3 separate regions of the Sus scrofa genome follow, and regions 1 and 3 are each linked to region 2. The links are chromatin contacts, called in public HiChIP or PLAC-seq and promoter capture Hi-C maps. All regions are on one chromosome and are shown on one strand. The core of a region is the stretch at or near the end of the contact, and the rest is flanking DNA. Distances in the headings are between cores, read along the strand shown.

Region 1 (2,872 bases), core at 86-2,585, 190 kb before region 2:
CCACCCGGCAAGACTCAAAATTCCCGAAACTTTCGCTTCCCTCTAACTAGGGCCAAAACGAGCAGCCAGGTCTGGGAAGACGTCCCCATCCCTTGGCTGGCCAGGCCTCCCTCCCTTCCACCAGGACCCTCCAGGGTTCCCAGCACCTTCCGAGCTGCATATTTTTCATCCATGACCCCCACATCTGGAAAGGCCAGGCGCTTGGGTCCCTCCCCTGCTTTTCCTTCTCTTTGCTCAGGGAAGAGGTAGAGAAAGCCAAGATTCTGACTCAGTTTCCCCTTTACGTTCCCTTTCCTGCCCCTACCACTCACTCTGAAGAAGCTGGTGCATTTGTGGGCAAAATTGGACTGGGAAGAGGCAGCCGTTAGACCCTCCCTGCCCGTGGCTTCCCACCTTGTTCCTCTCTTTCCCACAGATCCAGACCCCTTCCCCTAAATCCGAAGCCCTCCTCACACTCTCCAATCTTCGAATCTCAGACTACAGATCCTGCCCTTGTCTCCCCGATGTCTCTTTTCTACCGACCCGCCAATTCCTTGGTGACCTGAATTGAGTGCATAGCCTGGGGTGGGGTGTGGGACAAGGGAGGGGGTAATACAGTTGAAAGTGTATCTGAAGGGGGGTGGTTGGGGTGGGGAGGAGAGGTAGGCACCTCTCAGTGGCAGTTCTTTTTTTTTTTTTTTTTTTTGTCTTTTTTCTATTTCTTGGGCCTCTCCCCCGGCATATGGAGGTTCCCAGGCTAGGGGTCTAATAGGAGCTGTAGCTGCCAGCCTATGCCAGCCAGGGCCACAGCAACGCAGGATCCGAGCCGCGTCTGCAACCTACACCACGGCTCATGGCTCACGGCAACGCCGGATCATTAACCCCCTGAGCAAGGCCAGGGACCGAACCCGCAACCTCATGGTTCCTAGTCGGATTCGCTAACCACTGCGCCACGACGGGAACTCCTCAGTGGCAGTTCTGAAGTGCCCCTGGCGGAGGCTGGCAGGAGCGACACGCACCTCCCCCTCACATCTCCAGCTGCCCCGCGGCTGGGCTCTGCGAGCAGGTAGAGCCCGGAGGCAGTAGGAGCGCGATTCCGGGCTCCACTATCGGTCCCGAGGTCCCCACCCGCAAGCTTCAGGAGTTGCGCGAGGGTAGCCAGACGCAGCACTCACCACCACAGTCCGCCGACGTGCGCCGGACATAGGAGCAGCAGCAGCAGCCCCAGGCTGGAGTGCGCGGGCGGCAGCATCGTGACAGCTCTAGGGCTGGTGGGTGCGGGCAGGGGGCGAGGCTGCGGGGACAACCGGTGCGCGCCGGGCCGGGCTTCAGGGCCAGCGCGGCGTCGGCTGCGGCGGCCGGGCGGTGATGGCTCCAGCCGCGGCGGCCGCGGCGGCGGCGGCGGCGGCGGCGGCGGCGGCGGCGGGGGGGCCCATCCCGGGCGAGGAGGGCGCGGCGGAGGCGGAGAGCGGACGGGGCAGCCAGCGCCTGTGTCTCCTGCCGAGCTCGCTCGGGAGAAGAAATCAGAGCCGGGGGCGGGGGTGGGAGGGGAGTGGGGCCGGGGCGGGGGCGGGGGGCAGGGGGCAGGGGGGCCGTGGGGGTGGCAGTTGCGACAGTCAGGCGGCGGGACTCTCGGGAGGGAGCCGTGCGCCCCGGGGCGGCGGGCGCGGAGCTCTGCGGAGGGCGGGAGCGAGGTCCCGGGGCGGGGCCCGAGCGCGCTCGTGGCTGCGGGACCGCCTGCTTCGCCCCCTCACCTCGCCTCCCGAGGCCTGGGAGCCCCCCGCCGCCGCCGCCGCCGCCGCCGCCGCCGGGAGTCGGGGGCAAGGAGGGGCGGGGAAGTAGGGTGGAGAAGGGTAAGCGGGGGAAGGAAGAGGAGCTGAGGAATGGGGGACGGGCTGGAAGGGAGACGTTTGACAGGTTTGTTGACTGTAAAGAGAGAAAACTTCCCAGGAATGAGGGAGTTTGGGTTGGGGGGCGGTGCGGAGTGGGATGCTGGAGCGGGGGCCGGGAGTGGAAGTCGGTCGGGGGCTCAGGGTGCTCCGAGTAGGGGTGTCAAACCCGACGGCCCGACGGGCAGACTCTGGAGGGGTCAACTCTCACCGGACCCCGCTTCGGCGCGCGCCGCACCCGCACACGCAGTCTTTCCTCCAGCCCAGGAGGGAAACGCTAGGCCTGCACGCTGCTCCCCAGCCCCCGCCTCATCAGGCCTGTGTTCAGAGGAGGGGGTGCGGAGGGGAGATGAGAGAGCAAGAGGAACCTCTTTAGGGCCTGCGATCCAGCGCTTGCCCCCACCTGCAAGCGAGCAACCAAGTGGAAGCTGCACACTTCCAGAGACTATGTGGTCAGAACTCTATGCCTCTGGGCCTCGTGAGGTCAGAGGGTCCTTGGCTCATGTTGATCCCCCAACTTGGCCGGGCCAGAAGGGGTGGGAGGACCAGCTGCAGGTGAGGTGGCCTTTATCTGATTCTCTAATGCCACAAAAATGTCTTTGATGCCCCTGGCCCCCTCCCCACGGGGGTGGGGGGGGGGGAGATCAAAGGCCTCGTGGGGAGGAAGGACAGCTCCATTCATCAGGATGCCAAGGGGCTGGCAGCGAGCTACAGCCCCTGCTCCCCCCTCCACCCTGTGTGCCCCAGGGGTGCTGAGGGACAGGTGGTGTGGAACATTCCACAGCAAGGCCAGTCTCCTTACCACCACTGTTCAGAGTGGCCATCAAAGTCTAAGCATGTCCTGGGGTGGGGAGGACAGATGGAGGACCTCAAACCCGTGTGGCAGAAACTTCAGGTGCCCAGAGGAAAGCTCCTGGTCTTTCTGGAGTGGAGGGAGTACAAGAACTTGGGGGATAAGGCCGCTGCCAAGAGAGATGAGAGAGCAAGAAGGCAAGATTTGGAGT
Region 2 (2,795 bases), core at 191-2,690:
CAGCCCCAAAGTAGGGGTTGTCCTTCAGGGCCAGAACAAAGTCTGAGAAGGGCATCTTGAAAGGAAAACACTGAACCTTACAAGCCCTGAGGCATTTTCAAGACCTGGGGGTGGGGAACAGCAGAGATGGGATGAAGCACAAGATTAGTTTAGCAACTGGACTCTGAAATTCCTCCCCAACCCACCTCACCCCCTGCAGAAGCTGGGAGCAGGAAGGACAGGTCAGCATTACTCTGTGCTTCGATATGCTCCCTTTGCGGGATGGGATTCCAGGCCATGCATCCCATTTTGCCGCTCATTATCCTGTTCGTACCTGTTTCCCACCAGATGTCTCGGTCTGGAGATTCCTTAAACCTGAGAGAACAATATAACTGGCTTCACATCAGGGTAATGGATGGACAGAAATTTGTGGTCCCTGTGACCAGCTAATATAGAAAGGGTCCCGCTAGCCAGAGTTAGTGGGGGACAAAGAAGCTACTCTCTTCGGTCAACCTGTCAGTAACCACCTGCCTTGTTATCATGAGTCATGTCCTTCAAATGCCCTCTCTTTTACATGCTCAACTCCTAATGTCCTGTTTGGCCCCTCATTACCTCCCACCTAAACTGTCTCTTTAAAATTAACTTTAGTTCTTGAAATGGCATCTTAAAGGTCTCCACGTTCTGCTTCACCAAGCTGCAATACAAGGGCCCAGATCTTTCTTCAGAAGGATCTGCTTCAATCCCATTACTTTCCCTACTCCTCCGATAGCTGGCTCTCAACAGGGCCCTGAATTAGGTAAAAACTCCTCTGCCTCCACAACAGGGCACCATCCACCTTTACGGCTTAGCTCCTAATACTCCGTTTAACAAATATGCAAACAATGCCATTCCTCCTTGCCCAAGCAGTTCTCCTGACTCAAAAAGGTTCATTCTAATTTCTTCCTTCCCTCATCTCCAGGTGAAGTCCTACCCATCTGCTACTTCCTCCATGGAGATTTTCCTGAATTCTCCCCAATAAAATGTACCCAGGTCTGATTCTAGACTGTCAGATCCCGAAGGGTAGGAGGTCAAATCGTTTCTAGCACACCTCCCTCGACCCCTGCCACTTGGCTCTGCGCCTGACACGCAGGGCGGTGAATAGACAGCAGTGACCTCGGGTGAGGCTCAGAATAGGATCCAGAATTCCCCCAATTCCTATGCACGGAAGGCCACAAAGCCGTCCTGCCCCCGGTCCTTGTGGACGCCCAGAAGTCCCCTCCGGAACCCCACTACACCCCAGCTCGCGCCGCCAGCAGCGTGGTTTGGAGTAATAGGTCACTCCGCCCCCTTACCGCCATGACTCTCTGGCCCTCCCTCTCGATGGTTTCACCTCCGCGCTCTTGGGGGAAGCGCCTCCAGGCCCCGCCCCCTGAGTTATTTCCCCTACTTCCCGCCACACCCACCAAGAGGGCCAGGCCACTCTGCCCACAACTCTCGATGGTACTCCTGGGGCTTCGCGGCCGAGCGTTGGAGAGCTGAAGGGGGGAAGGATAGAGAGAATCATAGAGTACTCCGCCAGCCGCACAGGAGAAGAGAGAGCGGCCTCCAGTGCCCCAGGTCCTAGAGGCGGCTGGGCCGGAGGCGGTCGCACAAAAGGAGTCCCGGGAGGCCAGCTGCCGGTCAACCATAGAGATGCGGCTCCCGCCCGCCCGGGGCCGGGAGGTAAGCGAGCGAGGGCGGGGCGGGAACTAATCGGGAGAGCAGGCGGAGCGGGCCAGAGGCAAAAGTTTCTCGAGCCCCAGGATGAAGGTGGGCCTGGGCAGTGGGAACGCTCCGGAGAAGTGCTGAAGGGAGCGCGCCGACGAGCGGGACCCCGGGGCATCCCATCAGCCGCCCCAGTGCCTCCGTCGCGTCACTGCTGTGGACCCCGCCTGGTTACTCGCTGCCTCTCCTCAGGACCATAATCTTGATGATGCTCCATCCTAAGCCTTGCAGGTTACAAAACGGCTTTCCCGTTTGCCAGCTCTTGTGACTCCCGCTCCCGCCCAATGATGTGGACGCTGTCATCGCCTCCACTTTACAGATAGGAAAGCTGAGGCCCAGAGAAGCGAAGTGATTGCATCTCCCAAAGACCACGCGGTGAGTCAGAGCCCACAGGCAAGTGGAAACCCGGGTTCCTTGGTCCCCAGGCCGGGTCTCATCCTTTCCTCGGGCCTTCTCTCTGCTCTGATTTGTCATTTCTTTAACTCAGCGCCTCTGCCCCAAAGAAGGTCATTTCTTCTCTTGTGCCCGTCGGTGTCCCACTTCACTCCGCCTTCCAGCGGCAGAAGGGTCTCAGTCGAGACTACCTCCTCCTTGGCTCCCCCTCTAAGGCAAATACACCACCCATGCTGGAAGATTCCTGATATTCAGTAAGTGGAGGTTGTGGTTTCCAGAGAATCCCTTGAGGGCAGAAGTGCACTGCCCCACCAGCTTCTGAATTTGGGTGATCGGGCTTTGAGTTGCAGAATTCTCACCTGTAACCTGGTTTCCTAGCCCTAGGCCCTTGCTCGACCTCCATGACTCAGTTTCATAAAGTGATTACCATCTTATTGTTCTTATTGTCAGTCTTACTGATTACTCATTACTCCGCTTCAACTGATTTTACCCATGTGTAAGAGGACATGCAATTTAGTTGACATTCATTTCTCAGATGGGTCCCAGTGTTCAACATGAGGCCGTAGTCAATGAGCTAGAAATTTCTGCAGGTGTGCTACTTTATACGTAAGGAATCACTGGCTTGGTACTTGGTAGATACCTAGCTTTACTTTGATGCATCCCTGTGTTTACAGTTCATC
Region 3 (2,700 bases), core at 106-2,605, 160 kb before region 2:
TCTTAGTCCAGGGCTCGAATCGGAGCTGCAGCTGCAGGCCTACACCATAGCCACAGCAATACCAGATCCAAGCTGCATCTGTGAACTATGCCGCAGCTTGCAGCAACGCTGGATCCTTAACCCACTGGGCAAGGCCAGGGATCGAACCTGCATCCTCATGGATGCTAGTCAAATTCTTAAAGGGCTGAGCCTCAATGGGAACTCCCCATTAGCGATGCTTTTCATGTTCATCACCAGGGAGCAGACAGGCAGAGGCCACAGGGATGCTGCAGAAGAAGAGCTGCATTTGCCCCCTGTACCACCAAAGACACCCACGGACGGCAAGCCCCTTCCCTCTTGTCTCCTCCACCTGCCCCTTAGGCAATATAGGGGCCTTGAGAACTGATGAGAATATGTTCATTACATTCATCGAGAAACCCAGTAACCCGTTACTGAGTGTCTGTCCAGTCCATGGCGAGACTGGGATGGAAGAGCCTGGAAAGAAGAGAGGGAGGGAGGGACAGAGAGGGGAGCTGGAGCAGCTGGGTCAGCGTTACCAATTTGGACAGTGACTCAGGCCCCAGGAATGCCAAGGAAGGGGGGGTGGGCCGCCACGGAGCCTGCTGGGATTCCGTTGGCACCAGGAGACAGAGGGAGAGCGCACACAGTGGGGTGGGGGGCCTGGGGCTCCTGCACACCTGGATCTACCTCTGCAGGTAGAAACAGGTGTCTCTCACACTGTGGACTGGCACAGGCCCCATGCCTTCAAGCCCACTTCATACCTGGAAGGCGATCTCACAACTCCCCGCCTGCCCCAACCATCCCACTCCACCAGAGAGAAGGACGGTCTCCTGGGACTCAGAGGGGGACATCTGGACACACACTGGCCATCCTCCCGGGACCACCCACGAACTCCGCCTCCCCAGCCTCCCAGCTGGCTGCAACTAGCCCTTTCTAACCCCAGTGCCACCCACGACCGGAGTTTGTACAAGGAAGAAAGTTAAGCTCAACTTGCTTGCATTTTCCCTCCTTTGGCGCCTGACAAATGAGAGAGGCCCTCACGGTAGGAACACAGCGGGGGCTCTGAGAGCTCCCCTCCTCCCACCCCAGTTCCAAGCTGCTTCCCCCACAGCAGGATCCTTCTCACCTGTCCTCGGAGACCCAGGAGACAGCCCGGGACCAGGCATCAAGATTCCAGGTGGGCCCCACCCCTCCCCAGGGGCCCCCAGGCTGCTGGGCTGGAGCAGCTGAGCGGGTGGACCCCTTCCACCCTGCTCCCTGCCACCCAATCAGAGAGAACCCGATCCAGGAGGGCAGGGTGCCAGGGGTCGGGCCCAGAATAGTGCTGCCCAGATACAGTGTTGCGCACTCCTCCATGGAGCTTGCCGAGCTAGAGCAGGCACTGCGCAGGGTCCCGGGGTCCCGGGGGGGCTGGGAGCTGGAGCAGCTGAGGCCAGAGGGCAGAGGGCCCACCACTGCGGATGTGCGTACGCGTGCGTGCTTGCATAGCCAGGATTTTCTGTGTATATATATATGAGTGTGAGGGGGTCCGCATGTATATACTCCTTGTGTAAGTGAGTCTGTGCGGTTCTGTGTGTGTCTGAGTGTGTGTGTTTGGGTAGGTAGTGTGCGTTAGTGTTTGGGGCTGGGTGTTTGTGTGTTTGTGTATACATGGGTGGGGGGGTGTTTGTGCGCACCCGTGCCTGTGTGCTGGGAAGGGATTTCCGTGTGGTCCAGAACGTGGGGCGTCTTCCCCACCCCAAAAGTCACTCTTCTCCACACAGACTCCCTCCTGGAGCAGCCTCGGGGGACCTGAGCATCAAGGTAGGTGGGGCTGCCCCTGCTCGCGGGCCCAGGCTCTTCTCCCACCTCCTTTTCTTCCACGTCTTCAGGACCCCAATCTCCCCCACTCCACTCGCCTGGCTCTTGTCTTCCTCTCCTTTGCCTTCTTTGTTCCGCTTTGTTTCTTCTTCCTCCCTCTCCCTCACCTCCTCCCTCTTTCAAAAGAGTAGAGGGGGCATCTATAGAGTCTGGAGATTGGGACTCTCTTGACTTTCTCGCTTACTAGCTGTGTGATTTGTGGCAAATTGCTTCACCTCTCTGAGCTCAGGTCTCTCGTTAGTAAAACAGGGCTGATAGCCATGCCCTTCGGATAAGATTGCCGTGAGGGTTGAATGAGAAATTTGTTGGAGGACAAGCCCTTTGAAGCTTCCCAATATTAAATATTATTATTAGTAACATTTTAATGGAATTTATTGTGTTACTCCCCATTAACCAAACAGGTCCCATTCTCCCTTGCAGAGATGAGCTTCCTAGAGCAAGGAGAGAGCCGTTCATGGCCATCCCGAGCTGTAACCACCAGCTCAGAAAGAAGCCATGGGGACCAGGGGAACAAGGCCTCTAGATGGACAAGGCAGGAGGATGTAGAGGAAGGGGGGCCTCCGGGCCCGAGGGAAGGTGAGTTCAAGGCCAGTTCTGGGGAGCTGGGACTGGGGGCAGTGGGCAGTCCTCAAACCTGGGGCCCGTCTCTGGTCTGGTCCCTCCATAACACAGGCACATAACATCATGCAGCCAGTCTCCCCACAAGGGGGAGGACAACTGCATTGCTGATCCAGGGGTCCAGGGATCCAAGGTGGCCAACTCAGGACAGAGCCACTGTCTTCTCTGTGACTCTCTGAGACTCAGCTCTCTCACCTGCAAAATGGGGCCACAGCATTCAGG

What was found. Promoter capture Hi-C pulls out the DNA fragments that hold promoters and counts their contacts. HiChIP or PLAC-seq counts read pairs in DNA pulled down with a chosen protein or histone mark.
Region 1: a contact with region 2 is called in a promoter capture Hi-C map of skeletal muscle, with 5 times the contacts expected there. The contact joins the promoter of WNT6 here to the promoter of ZNF142 in region 2. A contact is called at or near these places in 5 of 5 promoter capture datasets (fetal liver, fetal skeletal muscle, liver and 1 more), 4 of 47 Hi-C or Micro-C datasets (embryonic fibroblasts, fetal skeletal muscle, liver and 1 more) and 2 of 2 datasets of contacts at active chromatin or transcription factors (alveolar macrophages and skeletal muscle).
Region 3: an H3K27ac HiChIP or PLAC-seq map of skeletal muscle shows a contact between it and region 2. The contact joins the promoter of PRKAG3 here to the promoter of ZNF142 in region 2. A contact is called at or near these places in 3 of 47 Hi-C or Micro-C datasets (heart right ventricle and skeletal muscle) and 1 of 2 datasets of contacts at active chromatin or transcription factors (skeletal muscle).

The regions. Positions count from the first base shown.
Region 1 is chr15:120,899,934-120,902,805 of Sscrofa11.1, reverse strand. WNT6 (protein Wnt-6) reads right to left here and starts at 1,335. Exons shown (of 4, transcript XM_021075516.1): 1 at 1,155-1,335. The coding sequence starts at 1,231.
Region 2 is chr15:120,706,388-120,709,182 of Sscrofa11.1, reverse strand. It overlaps ZNF142 (zinc finger protein 142), which reads left to right and starts at 1,440. Exons shown (of 10, transcript XM_021076481.1): 1 at 1,440-1,680; 2 at 1,946-2,097. BCS1L (BCS1-like (S. cerevisiae)) reads right to left here and starts at 1,358. Exons shown (of 9, transcript NM_001243676.1): 1 at 1,311-1,358; 2 at 314-354; 3 at 1-104. The coding sequence starts at 55.
Region 3 is chr15:120,864,963-120,867,662 of Sscrofa11.1, reverse strand. PRKAG3 (protein kinase, AMP-activated, gamma 3 non-catalytic subunit) reads left to right here and starts at 1,355. Exons shown (of 13, transcript NM_214077.1): 1 at 1,355-1,462; 2 at 1,764-1,803; 3 at 2,281-2,436. The coding sequence starts at 1,355.